Linked DNA regions of Gossypium hirsutum: region 1 is linked to region 2. A link is a contact called in public Hi-C data. All regions are on one chromosome and are shown on one strand. Each heading gives the region's core, a stretch centred on a gene start, on an enhancer-like site or on the middle of the called end of the contact. The rest is flanking DNA. Distances are from core to core; before and after follow the strand shown. Region 1 holds the start of LOC107954934 (WRKY transcription factor 1). Region 2 holds the start of LOC107954738 (histidine kinase 2).

Region 1 (3,266 bases), core at 442-2,941, 230 kb after region 2:
TTGTCTTCAAATATGAGATCAGTTATAAATCAAGCAACTTTTGCTTCATCAGATTAGACAAGTCATAAATGATTAAGATGATTTTCTTACCTTTGATAACAGTTGGAGATGCGTTATCTAGTCTCTCTTCAACGACTGATACAACAAAGCCAACAGCTACGGGTGGGTTCAGCGGCTTTGCATGATCATGCTGACCAAAATAAACAGTGTCGACCATTTTCCCATCATGTGAATATTCCAATTGCTTTTTCACTTGGCAGTTTGGATGTGTACATCTGTAATAACTTCGAACAAATTCATTTCCTTTAACAAGTTTCTGCCCGTATTTACGCCAGTTATACCCATCCTCTGAGGCTTTCTCACGTACAATGGGACTGCTCCCATCAATACCAGGCGATGGAGAGGGAGTCAGCGATTGTTTCTTGGATGTCATAGAGTAAGCATTTCCTTGTTGCTGTGACTGTGAAGCATGGATCACAGAAATAGGAAGTGGATTTTCCTCTGATATAAGTGCAAGGGTTCCTCTCCCTTCATCAGATTGTGATGACTGAATTTTACTATCAGAGGTCTGTTGCAATGCATGACTTCCAGCATCTGGGCTCTGTACTTTATCCGTACCAACTTCATCCGTTACACACTCCCCTAAAGAAACCATCTGAAGTAAAGAACCTCTTTATCACTTTAGTTACCATTAAAAAGGGCCTTGTATATATACTAAAACAGCATTGTGCCCATGACTTTATAGATATAATAAAAAACCAGCTGAAGAACAGCTAGCCACCTTATTAATCATTAGCATTCAATTGCTTAGACGTTTAGAGAATAACCATATCATATATCGCATCAACTCGTGACTGGGCTTCCTCAGTTAAGAATTTCACAATTAACCAAAACCTTTGCAGAAAACTTATGCATTTCAAGTTCTCTGTTTTTCTTTTTTTTTTTGGTCGGTCTTACTTATGTAGAGCATGACGGGAAATAATTCCGAATGCCAAACTAACAATTCCTAATTAAACTACTAAAGAAACGATGAAATTTATGAGGTTAATTTAATATAATATTAATTCGAAAGTTGCTTCATTTATTCACCTGAAAAAATAAATTAAACTGCTCAACTTGCTTATATGGTTTGATATGGTTAATTTAATATAAGACTAATTAGAAAGTTCCAAGTTAATTGAATGAGTATAGTTTTGCAAACTTTGTCGCTCAAATACTACGGGGTTTCTCAGCAACCAAACACAGAGTAGAAACAAATTAAGAGCTAAAATCCCAGAAATACGGCAGCAAACGAAATTAAATTCATTCCATAACAAATAAATTAGGTGGGAGAGGGAGAGAAAGTTAAAACTGAAGGAAATAAAGAGAAAAAAAAAAAAGGAAAGTTACCTAGCTATGCAAGTGTGGATGAGAGCATCAAGAAACCCTAACCGTATATCAGGCGGAAAGAGCGTGATTAGAAGAGTCGATGAGAGGCGTAGATCACGCCGGAGATGGTGGTTGGAGTCGGAAAGTGAAAATCGGGGAAGTAAGTAGAGTCAGAGTGGGGGAAATAGCGATTCAGGTTGTTAAAGTCTAATCCCAATAAAATAATTTAAAAAAATAAAGGAAAGAAAGAAAAGGCAAGTTAAGAAGAGGTTGGGGGGAAAAATAGAATACATGCAGTAACACTCATTCGTGTATGTATCTGCCTTTCCCTTTTTTTTTCTTGAGACGCTGTTATTGCTTGCTTTTCTTTATTTTAGTCAATGCCGCTTGCTCGAATTAATATGTAAGGATAACTTTTTATTTTATTTAATTTTAACATTAATATATTTTTATATTTATTTATAATCCATATTATCTGTCTATAATATATAGACAAATTTTTTAACTAAATAATGTAATATTTTTTGTTTATTATATTATCGAGCTAATTTTCTTATCCAGCAATGCATATGTTCAATTATATGTATCAATTAAAATATATTAAAATTATTTTATAACTTTATATAAATTTAAATTTATGATTGATATTATAAATAAAATTAAGTCATTTATAATTTTATATATTTTTAATTTAATATTTTATTCGATAAAAAATAACATCTTAAATTAATATGCATACCCCTTAAATAATAATAATAATTTAAAACACTATTTTTTATCAAATAAAAATATCAAATTAAAAAATATATAAAAATTATAGATTTATTTATAATGTCAATCATAAAATAAAAATTATACAATATATTTTAATTAATACAAATTTAAAAATTTTAAAAATTTGTATTCGCATTTTATTTTTATGATATTTGACAATTTTATAAGTTTATACGTGTTAATATGAAAATCTTAAATTTTAAAAGAAATTTTTAAAAGCTCGAACAGGTAAAAAACTTGAGACTTTAAAAATAAAAAAATTGGTGAATTGAGACTTTAAAATTTTAAATCCTATTAGGAAAAATATTTATATCTGAGATGTTTTAAATTTTTTTAAATCTATTAACGGTAAACGTATGAAAAATAATATTGGTTACACTAATATTTAAAATTTTATTACCATTCTTTTACAGATTTTAACATAATATTGACATTTTTAAAAATTATAAAAAATTTAGATAAAAGTCTAAAATAAAATTGTACAAATAATATTTACAACAATCAATAGTAGTTTAAAAATGAAAAAACTTTTAAAATAATAAAAAAACATTAAACCATATCAATTCTAGTACTAAAACTTTTAAAACTTTTAAACTAATAGTTTAAAAAATATTTGAAAATTGCTTGAATACTCGTTACTAATTTAAAACATGTCAATTCTAATATTAGAAAGTTTTTAAAAAGTTTATCTATATATATAATATAAATAGTTCTTAAATTTCCTATTTTATTTATAAAAGTGTAATAACTTTTTTAAACATATATATTTAATTTAAATTTATAAATTTGAATGTTTAAAAAATAATTCAATTGTTTAAAAGGTATTGAAAATTGTTAAAATTTTCAATTTTAAAATATGTTAATATTTAATTTTCAATATTACAAAACAAATAATTAAATGATTTAAAAAATTCCTGAAAAATTAAATTAAATTTAAATATTTAAATTTCCTGTATTATATTAAATTTTAATTTATGTATCTTTTAATTTTTCAAATTTAAACAATTTCAAATTTTAATTATGTATTTAAATTTTAACATAAAATATAATATATTTAAATTAATACATACAACTTCTTTCGTCGCCCGAGTAAAAAAACACACACATGTATATATACATACGTG
Region 2 (2,842 bases), core at 277-2,776:
ATATAATTATATTGCAACAATTTAAATTTCATAAATTCAAGCATGCTTTAGCATATAATACCTTTCAATTTAAGAGTTTTAAAGGATATGGATAATTTAGAAATTGTATCAATTTTTTTAAATATTTTATAATTTGCATGGTATAAATTACACATTAATTAGTGAGTCAACTATATATTTTAAGCTCAACAATTTTCGATAATTTTTTTAAATTAGATAGATTATTTAATAAATAAATCATAAATAAGTTAATTGAGTCTTAATTTGATTGACATAAGTATTGTTGTCAATATAGGAGCACGTGAGTTTGAGTGTGTTGAAGCGCATTATCCTCCTATTTATGGATTAAGAAGGGGTCAGGTATTGTGTCAAAAATAGCAAGATATAATAAAAAACTATAACTATTGACTATGATTAAAATATTAGTGAAAAAATTCAATAATAATATTGGAAATAGAATAGTAATTGACTTTGGGAGTTACTTTGTGAATAAAATTATTGGTAAGAAAATATTAAATGATTTCAAGTTGACATGTGAGTAACGATTTAGACTCCATTGCAATGCCCCATTTATTTTTCTAATAAAAGGAAATACAACACATATTAAAGCAAAAACCCAATAAAAAAATCAATATATATTAGATTTTGTATTCAATAATTAAATTATAGATTAAGTGGTAAAGTAGTTATAAATAAACCTTTGTTAGTATCAAGTTTAATTCTTAGATATTTAATTTTTATTTGTTTTATTTGAATATTTCATATAAAAATAATAAAAAATTATTAAAATTGATTTTTAAATAATTTCACTTATTAAATTGGTATGGTATAGTACAGATAAACTGAAAACTTGACACCATGTGAAATGCAACAAAATAAAAAATAAAATTTTATATAAAAATAATATTAAAAGAATATAAATTTAACATTAGTTTACAAATAGTTTTAATTTAGTTTTTTTTTTGATTGAATTAGTTTGAATTTATTGTAATAGAGATAATGGTTAAATTTTAAAAAATATTTTTTTAATTTGGTTGAAGTATAAGATTAATTTTTTAATAATTGCAATGAATAAAAAAAGATTTATAAAGAAAAGAAGAAAGTAGATGTAAATTGAAAACAGGAGTGGAGTCTGAAACACTGAAGTCTGAGCTATATAAGCTATGTGGCGTGGCTTCTATGGGGAAATGGGAAAAGCCATATTTAGCCTTCAAGTGTCTGACTTTCTGACTCCCTTTGATACTGTATCTGAATCCGTACATCTGAGCTGAGCCGAGCTGCACAACAACAGCAAAGCAAACAAAATACCCCTATCATCTTTAAACGCTGAAATGGTGCGGTCTCTTTCAACTCACCAAAAAGCAAAAGAGAGACTCTAATAAGCACACAAAAAATAATAAATAGTACAGAAAAGTGAATATAAAAATGGTGAAAAAAGTTGAAAACCTTGATGTGATATTAAGTAATAAAGAAATGGGTAATAAATATGGGGTGGGAAGAAGAATACTTTTTTAATTAATTAATTATGTTGTTGGAAGGGTGGCTTTCTGATGTAGGAGTTTGTTTGCTTTTGAGCCTGAAAACCTTCCCCACTAGATGATGAGATAATCATGTACCGCAAAACCTCAGTTTCAAATGCTGGACTCCAAACTGAGTATAGGGAGAAAGGGGGGCCAGTGAGTGTTAAAAAAAGGGAAAAAAAAAGTTTCAAATGCTGGACTCCAAACTGAGTATAGGGAGAAAGGGCGGCCAGTGAGTGTTAAAAAAGGAAAAAAAAAAAAAAGAAACAAGTTAATATCTTCTCTCTCTCTTTATCCAAAGTCTGATGATTGATTCCAGTTGGGTTACCGCACAAACCAACTGGGTTAAAGTCCAAAATTTTGGTTTCAAGATTAGATTTTTTTAAAATAAATAAAAAAGTTGCAGTCTTGATTCCTTTTGATCTAAAGCCTTTGAGAGTAGGTTGAGTAAGCTTGGTATAGAAAGAAAAAAAAAGAGAGAGGCTATTTTTTACTTCATTAAATGATTCCCTCACTGGTTGCCCAAAACAAGCGCTGGGTTGGGTTCTGGTTGTTTTGTTTTGGCATGGTTGCTGATCCTGTCTTGGGTGTTGTTTCGAAAACAAGGTAAGGTTTTTGATGGGAGAATGAAAAGAAAAGGAAAATATTTTAAGTGTTTGAACTATAAAGTGGATGGTAAAGAGAGAAAGCAAAGAGTTTGGAGTTTGGACCACTTTGCTTTCTTGGTATGGTAGATAGATGGAGCTTTTTTTTTGTCAAGAAGTGAGGTGGTGAGCTATGGTACTTGGTTAGGTGAAGAATTATTCAGGGTTTCGTTTTGGGAAAGTTTAAATCTGCAGTGGAATTTGTGATCTTTGGGGGTCACCTTGGAGGTTTTACTTTCATGAGTTGTTCTTCTGGAACTGGGAATTTTGTGAAGCTCTCAGGGCTCCTCGGGGAAATACATAGATGTGCTTTAGTCAAGATGTCTATGAACGGCAAATTTCCCGCTTCTACTTGTAGATTGCCAGCAAATTCCAGGCTAAAAAAGGCTAAGGAGATTATGCATCGATCCAATTCTTTCAAGAAATGGAACAGATACCTTATCTTCCTCTGGCTTTTAGGCTTCTTTTCTGTTGGGTTTATTTGGTTCTTGACAAGTTTCAATGGCGTACCCTCGGAGGGGACTGAGAAAATTCCCCCTTCTTGTGAAGACAACGCAAGAATCTTGCTCCAACATTTCAATGTTAGCAAGAACCAGCTTCATGCTTTAGCTTCTTTCTTCTACGAATCAGATCAGGTAAATTTGCACCTTTTTTTGGCTTAAGTTGTTTGGTTTGTAG

The links. Hi-C and Micro-C count contacts between places; a contact is called where the count stands out from the background.
Region 1: a contact with region 2 is called in a Hi-C map of leaf, with 2.5 times the contacts expected there. The contact joins the promoter of LOC107954934 here to the promoter of LOC107954738 in region 2. A contact is called at or near these places in 9 of 34 Hi-C or Micro-C datasets (anther, callus, hypocotyl and 1 more).

The regions. Positions count from the first base shown.
Region 1 is chrD07:36,236,277-36,239,542 of Gossypium_hirsutum_v2.1, forward strand. LOC107954934 (WRKY transcription factor 1) reads right to left here and starts at 1,692. Exons shown (of 5, transcript XM_016890628.2): 1 at 1,390-1,692; 2 at 91-655; 3 at 1-4. The coding sequence starts at 655.
Region 2 is chrD07:36,003,266-36,006,107 of Gossypium_hirsutum_v2.1, forward strand. It overlaps LOC107954738 (histidine kinase 2), which reads left to right and starts at 1,527. Exons shown (of 15, transcript XM_041096574.1): 1 at 1,527-2,799. The coding sequence starts at 2,404.